Regions from separate parts of the Mus musculus genome. Here all the other regions are linked to region 3. Evidence: chromatin contacts called from public promoter capture Hi-C data. All regions are on one chromosome and are shown on one strand. The core of a region is the stretch at or near the end of the contact, and the rest is flanking DNA. Distances in the headings are between cores, read along the strand shown.

The links. Promoter capture Hi-C pulls out the DNA fragments that hold promoters and counts their contacts.
Region 1: a contact with region 3 is called in a promoter capture Hi-C map of pre-B cells, with 6 times the contacts expected there. The contact joins the promoter of Zscan21 here to the promoter of Srrt in region 3. A contact is called at or near these places in 4 of 39 promoter capture datasets (cranial neural crest, hippocampal neurons, liver and 1 more) and 2 of 115 datasets of contacts at active chromatin or transcription factors (astrocytes and pro-B cells).
Region 2: a contact with region 3 is called in a promoter capture Hi-C map of liver, with 2.4 times the contacts expected there. The contact joins the promoter of Cux1 here to the promoter of Srrt in region 3. A contact is called at or near these places in 2 of 39 promoter capture datasets (liver and neutrophils).

Annotation. Positions count from the first base shown.
Region 1 is chr5:138,115,124-138,118,632 of GRCm38.p6, reverse strand. Zscan21 (zinc finger and SCAN domain containing 21) reads right to left here and starts at 1,728. Exons shown (of 5, transcript NM_011757.3): 1 at 1,626-1,728; 2 at 713-797.
Region 2 is chr5:136,565,498-136,569,033 of GRCm38.p6, reverse strand. It overlaps Cux1 (cut-like homeobox 1), which reads left to right and starts at 1,544. Exons shown (of 23, transcript NM_001291234.1): 1 at 1,544-1,856. The coding sequence starts at 1,794.
Region 3 is chr5:137,306,295-137,309,749 of GRCm38.p6, reverse strand. It overlaps Srrt (serrate RNA effector molecule homolog (Arabidopsis)), which reads left to right and starts at 2,076. Exons shown (of 20, transcript NM_031405.2): 1 at 2,076-2,326; 2 at 2,565-2,704. The coding sequence starts at 2,583. It also overlaps the pseudogene Gm43013.

The DNA.
Region 1 (3,509 bases), core at 479-2,978, 810 kb before region 3:
TAATCCCAGCACATGGAAGGTAGAGGCAGGAGGATCTCTGAGTTAGAAGCCAGCATAGTCAACAGAGTTCCAGGACAGACAGGGCAACACAAAGAAACCCTGTTTTGAAAAATAACAAAAAAGCAAAACCAAAGCTATCTAAAGGTTGTTTTGTTTTGTTTTTAAAGATTCATGTATTATTTTATGTCTAAGAGTACACTGTTGCTGTTTTCAGACACACCAGAAGAGGGCATAAGATCACATTACAAATGGCCATGAGCCACCAAGTGGTTGCTGGGATTTGAACTCAGGACCTCTGGAAGAGCAGCCAGTAGTGCTCTTAACCACTGAGCCATCTCTCCAGCCCCTATCTAAAGGTTTAACTCAACTGACAAGATGGCTCAGTGGGTAACAAATGCAACCGACCTGCTGCCTGTTTTGAGACTGGTGTCCATGTAATGGAAGGGAAGCAGTCAACTATGCCAACTATCCTTTGACTCACACACACACACACACACACAGAGTAAAAAAATAAAAACCTAACTCTCGAAGTCTAGCAGCAGGCTTTTGGTCACTTCCCAATTTTTCCCTCCTTTATGCGAATTCTACAGTTTATAAGTCCCCCCCCCACACACACACACTCCCTTAATCAGCCTCAAATTCATTCTGTGCAAGACGAAGTGTAAACAAATCAAACTATCACAGATTGCATCAAATGAACAGCAATTATTACCTTGTAGTAGATAATGCCCTTAAGACACTCTGCACTTGGAAACTCCAAGCTGAAGTCGTGGTGGTGCATACCTGTAATTACAGCACTGAAGAGAACAGAGACAGGAGGATCACCAATTATACACCAGTGTAGGCCATACAGTAAGACCCCGTCTCAAACCGAGCAAACTAATTTTCAAAAAGCTTCCAGGCAGGCCAATAATTCTGAAGAGCATAACTACTGGGCAGATCTAGTAGCTCAGAGTGAGCCAAATTCTGCATCATTTCAATAGCCCTGAACCAATACTCAGTCTCTCTTCAGAAGCCTTCCACCACTTGAAAAACAATTTTCCTGTATTGATTTTGTTGTTGTTGTTCACAATTCTTTAAGTGTCCCCTTTCAACAGATTTCCAACTATGTCAGCCACCAAATAAATCAATCACCTTTCTATCCTATACGCGTTTTACAAACGATCGTCTAAAAATCTTTCCAGACTTGAGCAAATCCTTGTCCAGTGCGCACAAAGCCCACCGGGACCAATTCCCCGCCTGGACTGGACAAGACTCAAGACTGAGGAGATTCGGGTTTTCAGAGGTTTCTACACTTGGGCTTATTCTTAACAATTAGTTCTGAGTTTAGATCTCAGGGCTCTTGCTGGGGAAGAAAGAGGGCAGTTTCCGTCAGGTAACAGACAATAACGGAGAGACTAGAAATGCGATTCCGGAAGCAAAAGAATCAGGGTTTTGTTCCAGGGAGCCCTCGGGGGTGGAAAAGCCTTTCCTTAGAGCGGGCGCCGACGACGGCTGGGCGGGGCGCTCCTCCTCAATCTCCCAGAACCACCATGGAGGAACTCCCCGAACCAGAACCACAGTCGCTAAACCCGTCCCACCCTCTCGAAATCTTTTGGCCAACGCTCCCCGACCGCTAGGCTAACCTGGGACTCGCAGGCTCACCGTGACTCAGAACCGCTTTGGAGTCTGGAATCCTCACAGCGGCTGAACGACAGCACCACCGGAAGCGCGTCAGAGCCCCGCCCCTCTGGAGGGGGAGCAGCCGCCCCTCTAGGAATCCGAGCGTTGTCGGTATCCTGTTTCACCGGAGGCTGCGACTGTCCTGGTTGTGATCTGTTTCTCCCCCTATTTCTTTTTTTATTCTCATTCTCTCTTCCTACCCCCTCCCTTTTCTTTCTTTCGTTCATTCTTTTTTTGAGGGTGGGTGGTTTTTGGAGGGTTATGCGGCCCTGGCTGCCCTGAAACTCACTCAATAGACCAGGCTGGCCTCGAACTCAGGGATTTACTTGCCTCTGCCTCTCGAGTGCTGGGATTAAAAGCATGAGCCACCACTGCCTTGTTTTTGAGACAAACATGTCATTAGCCCTAGCTAGCCTGGAACTCTATGTATACCAGGCTGACCTCGAACTCTATAAACGATCCACTTGCCTCTAGATCAGTGAGTGAGTAAAGAGCTCATGCGTGAGGACCTACATTTGGATTTCCAGCACCACATAAAAAGACTATGGTACATCACATGCCTGTAATCCGAGTGCTGGGAGGACCCCTGCAGTCTGTTGTCTGGGCAGCCTAGCTCCAGATCAGTGACACCTTGTCTCAAAAACAAGGTAGAGAAGCAATTGAAGAAGACAGCTAACATTAACCTCTGGCCTTCACATGTTTGCAAACACACTGTGTACATGAGCACTGTAACAGTTAGGGTTCTCTAGAGTCACAGAACTAAGGGAATGTCTGTCTATACTGAGTGAATTTATTGTGATAACTTACAGTCTGTACCCCAGCAATGGTCCAAGAATCTAGTAGTTGCTCAGTCCCACGAAGCTAGGTGTTCCAGCTGGTCGTCTGTAGAAGTAGATTCCAACAGATGTGCTGGCAAGTAAGTGCAAGCAGCCGAAGAAGAGGGACTCTTCCTTCTTCCAATGTCCTTAAGCAAATCTCTAGCAGAAGGTGTGGCCCAGATTAAGTGTGTACCACCATGCCTGGCTCTTAGAACTCAGAGATCTCTTTGCCTTAGTTTCCTGGGCCTAAGTTTTTCTTTTTTGTTGTTCTTGTTTTGTTTTGTTTTTGTTTGTTTGTTTGTTTTTTGTTTTTTCAAGACAGAGTTTTTCTGTGTATCCCTGGCTGTCCTGGAACTCACTCTGTAGACCAGGCTGGCCTCGAACTAAGAAATCCACCTGCCTCTGCCTCCCAAGTGCTGGGATTAAAGGCATGAGCCACCATGCCCGGCATGGACCTAAGTTTCTCATGGCCACTATGCCTCAAGATCTCCATGCCAAGATCCAGGTCAGAATCTTCTTCCAGCCTCAAGATCTGGATCACAGGTGGATTGTAGTTCATTCCAGATAGAGTCAAGTTGACAACCAGGAATAGCCATTACAATCAAAAACACAGAGAACAATCTGCCTGAGTTCTTGTTTATGTATGAAGAAAGCAGTGTCTTGGCAGATCAGATCCAGTGTGTACTAGAGTGTAAATTGATAGCAAAGCTGAGACAAGATTTTGATTCTCTATTTGTGTATGCTTGTTCTACCACTATAGATTTTTCTTTCTGTGCTGGGGGAGGGGGGTAGAACCCAATGCCTTATGCAAGCTAGCACTTCTCTCCATCATCAAGTTATTTACCTAGCTCTGAAGACATTATATATATTAATAATTAGAGCTAGGTATGCCAGTACACAATCGTAGCCCCAGCACTTCCGAGTTGGAGGTTGGGTGATCAGGTATTTTAGGTTATGCTCAGTTACATAAATCCAGTTTGGCCTACATGAGACTCTGTTAAAAAAAAAAAAACAAACAAACTTAAAACC
Region 2 (3,536 bases), core at 295-2,794, 740 kb after region 3:
ACTGGGCGGTGCGAATGGAGCTGCAGCACGGGCGCCCGCGCGTTCCGGCTCCGGCGCCTGACTCCCTTGCAGCTCGCGGTCACCCGAGGTCCGCAGTGTCCCGCCTGGCGCCGCGTCACGGCATCCAGACTTGAGGTTGGCTCTGCGCCTCCTGACGCCCGCGCGCTCCCACGCACCTGCTTCGGGTGGCTTCTGCCCCTCAAAGGCTGCGACTTGGGAGTGCAGCCCGGTCCCGACCGCTGCATGGACACAGAGGCTTTTGGGTGCAGTTGCAAGACCCGGGAACACTTGTATTCTTTAAATCTCGGGGGGACTTTCATTTCCAACCTCGTTCTCCAAAAATATCGATCTCACCGCAACCGAATAACGCTAAGCCCTCAAACTTGGCTCAGAGAGCAATTATTTTCTACTGTCATGTTTGGTGTTCCATACAGACGTTATTTACATATAATTTTCAAGATTAAGGAATTTAGGGATTTGTCTTAACTAATTACACGTTCACCGAAGTGCAGCAAAGTGAAAACACTGTGTTCCTACTGTAAACGCAAACTCTCTGGTGTGAATAAATCCATTAAAGATGACGATCCTGAAACGCGTGCTTTGGGTCTAGAAGGAAATGTAAAGAGAACTTCCTTCCCCCCACTCCCGGTTTAAATGTGAGCGTTTTTGTTTTTTTTTTTTTTTCTTCTTCAAAACTTAGGAACGAGCGCTCAGTTTCAAGTGCACTGCACGCTCTCAAACTTTCTGCCTGCAAAGACGGAGGCGCGGAGTTGTGTGAACCCCAGAGGAAGTTTCTGGGGTTGTGTCGCAGAAGCATGGTTGGGACAGAGTTGTGCTCCAAGACTTGCCCCAGTCCTGGCGGACGCTGGAGCGGCTCTGAAGGGTGGGGAGGCCGTCGCCACTCGCTGATGTGTCCCGGTGCAAGTTGGGGATTGCAACGGAATGTGTAGGACGTGAATGGGAGTCGCGGCGGCAGCAGCCGCAGGCTCCAAGGCTTGGTGGTCAACCCCCTCCGCCCCCTTTACCACGACACAATTGCACTTCCTTGAATATGAAACACTGTTCACGACCGCTGTGGTCTGGAGGTCCCCCAGCTGGAGCGCATAGGGGAGCGGAGTGAGGTCACCCGCAGCCCCGGCGCGCGGGCTGGCCGGTGGGGTCCCGACCGCCGGCTGTGCAGGTGGGCTCCGCTCGCTCCACCGCGCGCACCGTGCGAAAGAGCGCAGCGCCCGCGCCCCGCTGCCGCAGCGCAGCCCACTGTCCTCAGGCGCGCAGAGCGAGGGGCACCTTATCCTAAAGCGCTGGCCACCGGCGACCGCGACCTTCCCGGGGGCGGGGGTGTTGGGGAGGGAGGGCGCCCTTTAGGTGAGCTGCGGGGTCCGGAGGAGACCCCGCAGCGCCCCCTCGAGGCCGGGCCGCCGTAGGGTCGCAGCGCGGCCTGGGAGGGGGGCTTGTGGCGGGGCGCGCGGGAAAAAGGGTGAGGGGTCGCGAGGGCCCCGGATGCCCGCGCTCGGGCTGTGGAGAGAGAGCGCGGCGCGCGCGCGTCAAGGCTGCCGCCGCCGCCGCCGCCGCGTTTCCCTCAGGCTTCGGACTCCATGGCTGAGGCGGTGGCGGCGGCGGCGGCGGCAGCGGCGGCGGCGCCGTGAGGAGGAAGGAGTCCGCGTCCGCGGTGGCTGAGGCGGCGGCCGGCTCCAGGCCGGGTTTTGGCGCCCGCCCGCCTGCTGCCTCCTGGCGGCTCCTGAACTCCAGCCCCCTCTCTATCAGCCTCTCACTCCGTCTCAATATGTCTCAAGATGGCGGCCAATGTGGGATCGATGTTTCAATATTGGAAGCGCTTTGATTTACAGCAGCTGCAGGTCAGGCTTCTCGGCGCTCGGCCTCGCGCCCGGGGGGTGAGGGCTGCGGGCGGTCGCGGCCTCCCTCAGGAAGGAGGGTGACACTCCGGGCTGCCAGGGCCCTGGCGGGGGTGCTGAGGCGACGGGGGAAAGCAGGAGGGGGGTGCCGGGAGAAGAGCGGGGCCGAGTCGGCGGCGAGTCCCTCGGGCTCCCCGGCTCTCATTGATCACTCGGCTTGATCAGAAATTGATCCTCTTTGTTCAATTCATCGATCAGCCCAAGATGGCGCCGGAGCCGCCAGCCGCCACCAACATCTTTGCCCCCCGGTGTCTGCCCCCTTCAACCCCGGAGGGTGTCTTCCTCCCCACCATCATCGCCATCATCATCCTCATCGTCCTCTCCGCCGCCGCCGCCTACCCCGCGCGCTGTCGTTGTCGCGGGACCCTGGTGGAGAGGAGGGGGGAGCGGCGGTCCCCCCCCCCCACGGGGGCTCAGTGGGAACTCGCGCGCGCTAAAGAGGGGGACGCGCCACGGGGTGGCTCTGGAGGGGTGGCAGGGCTGCAAAGAAGGGGAGCTGCGGGACGCTAGTCCCCCTCGCGCCAGTCACGTCCTTCCTTCCCCCCGGCTCAGCCCCGTCGTATTCCCGGGGAAAGTTTGTGGGGAGTTGCTGGTGGGGGGTGAAGCGCCTGTCTCTCTCTCTCTCTCTCTTTCCTCTGTCTCCTGGAGGAGAGAGTCGCGGACCGCCGCCGCCGCCGCCGCCACTGCCCCGCCGGCGCGGCGGAGCTGGAGCTGGTGGCGCTGTGGTGCCGCCGGCTCCGGGGGAGGGTCAGATCGGCCACCGGCGGCTGGCGGCGGTGGCGGCGACGGCCAGGCTGGCGGGTGGCCCCTTGTCGTGAAGACGGCGGGTGGCTTGGAGCTCCTGGCTGCTCCTTGATCGTTCCCCTTGGGCCCAGCTGCCACCATTCCTCTTTCCACTACTCCCGTAAGGGATTGTCAACCGGTGTCGCCCCGGCCAGGGCACCGGCTACCCGGTGTGGCGGGTCCCTCCCCCACCCCGTTTGTTTACGTCCCGGGGCCAACCCGCAAGCCCCGCGCTCTTTTGTGTGTCTTCTGCGTGAAAGTGACTGCGGAGCTGGATCTGTCCCCCTTTTTTGCGCCCGGGGACTTCCCCGGGAAGGGGTTGTGGGGGAAGCTTTGGAAGGGAAAAACTTGGCTTGCGGGGGGACACCGGTGGGTCGCGCAGAGTGCGGGATCGGCCCGGGAGAAGGGAAAAGGTGCGGGAGAAAGGCTGCAACTTTCCACCGAGCGCAGGCCGCTGCGTGACCCGGTCTCGGAGCGCTTTTCCTCCGGGGTCACCGATCGGTGCAGCCAGACTTAGCTGCGTGTCTCAGGGACTTCCAGGGCTCCCCCCTCGGTGACCGATAGCTTGCATCACTCCAGCCCCTCACTCTTTTTCGCGAGGGGTGTGTTCTGTCCTCTCTGCAAAGGGGCCCCAGGAGTTATGGAGCGCGCGTCAGGTCCGCTCCGAGCTGCCTTCTCCAGCCCGGTTCTCGAAAGCAAAGCCCCGGGGGCCCCGCTGGACTGTAAGGAGACTGATTGTGGTTCCTCGTCGCCTCGAGGGGATGGTATCGGGGCTTCCCAATCCGCGGCGGAGCTGCCTGCGTGCCCAGAGGATGCTATTCTGCCTGCCACCCCTCATCG
Region 3 (3,455 bases), core at 827-3,326:
GATCCTGCATATCTTTTATTAACTCTCATCCTGTACTATTGTTGTTGTTACATAAATTAACCTGTTTACTGTAGGCTAGGGATGTCTCAGATGATTGGATTTCTGCTGGTCTTTCAAGTCCTTCAGACTTCTGATGCCAGATACAACAGCAGAAGTGGTGTCGCAGATCTGGGCTGCACCAGCCACCACAGTGCCAGATGCCAGTGGCCTGTTTTCTTCATCTTGGTCTTGCTCCAGAAGGAACAAATATACCTGGTGTGCTCATCGATTTCAATTTTCCATGCCATTCTCCAGAGGGAGGCATCATCTCGGATCCTATGTTTACTTACGATGCTGACCTGCTCGGTGCATTTAGCCACAGTGCCGTGACATAGGCCAAATGTCAAACAGAGGTAGTTCTCTAAAGGACAAACTGTAAAGTATCCCAGGCTACCCTTGGTTTGAAACATTGCTAGATAGCTGAGGCTGTTCTCGAACCCGGGATCCCTCTGCCCTCATTTCTGCAGTGCTGGGGCTGCAGGAATGTGACACTGCACATGGCTACTTTTCTTGTGGGGGATGGAGGGTGCTGGGGATGGGCCAGAGACTCATATATGCTAAGCACATGCCCACCTGCTGAACAGCACCTTCAGTCTCCCTCTCTCCTTTCTTAGCTTATTTCTTCCTAAACCCAGGTCCTGTCATACGGTAGGCAAGCATTCTATCATTGAGCTGTACGACTCTCATTGCTTCCCTCCTCTTCCTCCTCTACTTCTTTCTTGAGACGGGGCCTTCTTTCTCTGTGTAGCCCTGCCTGGCTGGCCTGGAACTCCCTTTGTAGACTAGGTTGGCCTCCAACTCAGAGATCTGCCTGCCTCTGCCACCAGAGTGCTGGGATTAGAGGTGAGCGCCACCATGCTCCCATCTTCTTGAATTACGTGTGTATGAGCTGGTTGCAAGACTTAAATCCCAGTACTCAGGAGGCAGAGACAGGAAGATCTCTCAGTCTGAGGCCAACCTAGTCTACAAGGGGAGTTCCAGGCCAGCCATGGGGTACACAGAAACCTTGTTTTGGAACAAAATGATGAGTATATGTATCTGTGTATCAGTGTGTGGGTGTGTGTGCATCTGAGTGCAGTGCCCTTGCAGACCAGAAGAGGTGTCAGTTCCCTAGGCACTGGAGTTAACAGTCTGTGAGCAGCCAGCCACATGGGAGCTGGGACTCCAACTCTGATTTTCTGCAAGACCAGGAAGTGCTCTTACACACTGGACCGGCCTCTTTGGAAAATGTTTTTGAGAAAGGGTTTTAGAAAATTGTCAAGGCTGGCTTTGAACTCATTTTGCAACCCCTGAATTTGATTCTGCTTTGACTTACTGAGTAACTCGGGTTACGCCTGTGCCAACGTAACTGTCTGCTAAGTTTTTAAAATGCCCCCTTGTAAATACACCTTATTAGATGCTGGGATTTTTCATTCTTTTCTGGGAGCAAGACAGTGGCATGCTCCCTTGTTTAGCTTAGTATTCTATTCATGGAAAAGGGCTTACTGTTATCTTAGGGATTTCAACTGGAAACTAGTGGATCCTGGTGGTTGTTTCCAGACTGCAATGTAAAGACTCCCATTAAAGAACTGGGCATTAAGATCGAGGTTTACACTTTTGCATGAGTATTAGGCTCCTCTGTCCAAGACAAGCAGGAAGAACGCATTTTATAAGTAGCACATACTGTATTTTTTTGCAGGAGAAAATGGTGGGAGGAGATGCCTCTAAAATGGTTGCTTCTATGAATTATTCCCTAGACATCCATCGTCCCCAAACCCCTCGATAGCAAATCCGCCCTTGAGGAGGTCAAGAGGTGCCCCAGCCCAGGGCTATTGCAAAGCAACCTTTGGATGCAAACTAGCTCCTACCCAGGATACCTTACGGGAGTGACACTTAACTTCTCCAGTGCCCTCCTTTTCAAGTAGGCACGAGCACGTTCAGAAGGCCTGGCTTGGCCCAGCTCAACTTCCGTAGCTCCGAGAAGCTGGGGCGATTTTGTCGCAAAACCACGCGAGACTTCCGCGTCTCCACCCTCTTCCCGTCATTCTTTTAATCTCGGAGTTTTAGTTTGGTCCGGGGGTCTTGTTTTGTAGTTGGAGGCCGAGCTCCGGGAGTGACGTAGGACGCGCGCGCGCCTCCTTGCCCCCCCCCCCCCCCCGCGGTCCCGCTCTTCTCTTCCCCTTCGTCTCCGGGCTGAGAATCCCAGCGTCTCCTTCCAACCCTCTTTGTGGTCCATTGTCGCTCGTTCCGGTCCGCCCGGAAAACAAGCCCGCCGGCGCGCGCTTCCAACGGCCCCGACCGCTGCCAGGTGGGGGAGGGGAAGGAAAGGCCCGGGCGGCGGGATTGCGAGGAGAGGACCGTGCCCGGGGGCTTCGGGGGTGGACGAGGGGGAATCCGTGGGGACAGTGAAACTGTCGGAGCGATCGCCCTGCCCGGGATGGCAGGCCGGCCTCGGCGGGAGGGAGGCGGGCGTGCTGTCCCCGGGGGATTGTCCCTCCTCTGGTCCTTGTTCATCATCACCGTGTCTACCCGCCGCCGGGCCCCAGGCCTCCTCTGACAGCACCATGGGTGACAGTGATGATGAATACGACCGAAGACGCAGGGACAAATTTCGAAGAGAGCGCAGCGATTATGACCGTTCCCGGGAAAGGGATGAAAGACGGCGAGGGGACGATTGGAATGACCGGTGAGACAGTATTAACGTCCATACCCCGCCCCGTACAACCCTTCCGCGCCACAATTTTTCTTTTCGTTTCCTTTTTTGTCTTTACCTTACAAAATCTTATTAGGATGCAGTTTACCGTTGAGCCATTTCTGTAGTTTCAGTCTATTCACCGTTGGCTCAGATTTTGAGCTTTTAACCAAAGTGACGGTCAGTATTAGTGCTGGACAGGAGCTCCGCACAGCTGGTTGGACTGCATCTTCCGTGCAGGCTACATAGGGAGACACAATCTCAAATCCAAATATTAAGAAAGCACAAACTGACCAAAGTGAGATTGGCCCGAAACTCTTTAGGTAGCTCAAGATGACATTAAACTTCTGAATTAAGGAAGTATTCTACCACATCCTGTTTAAGAGTTTTTTGAAAGGATTTTTAAAACAGGTAATTGAGATAAGAAATGTGCAAGTGCATTTCTTCTTTTATATAATAAAACGTTCATGGGGGTTTGCTTACATTATGTCTATGCACCTCATTCGTTCCTGGTGCCCGAGGAGGCCAACAGAAGGCTTTAGATCCTCTGGGAAATGGGCAGGAAAGATGGTTGTGAATTGCTTTGTGGGTGCTGGGACTCAAAGCCTAGTCCTCCGCAAGAGGAGCCAACCAAGAGTGGTTAAAAGGAGTGCATTTAACTACTGAGCCAGCTCTCTACCTCTCTTCCTTTTTAAATCCAGAGGTGAAGTAAAAACAACAAAAACAAAGCCAGTTTAGTGAGTTA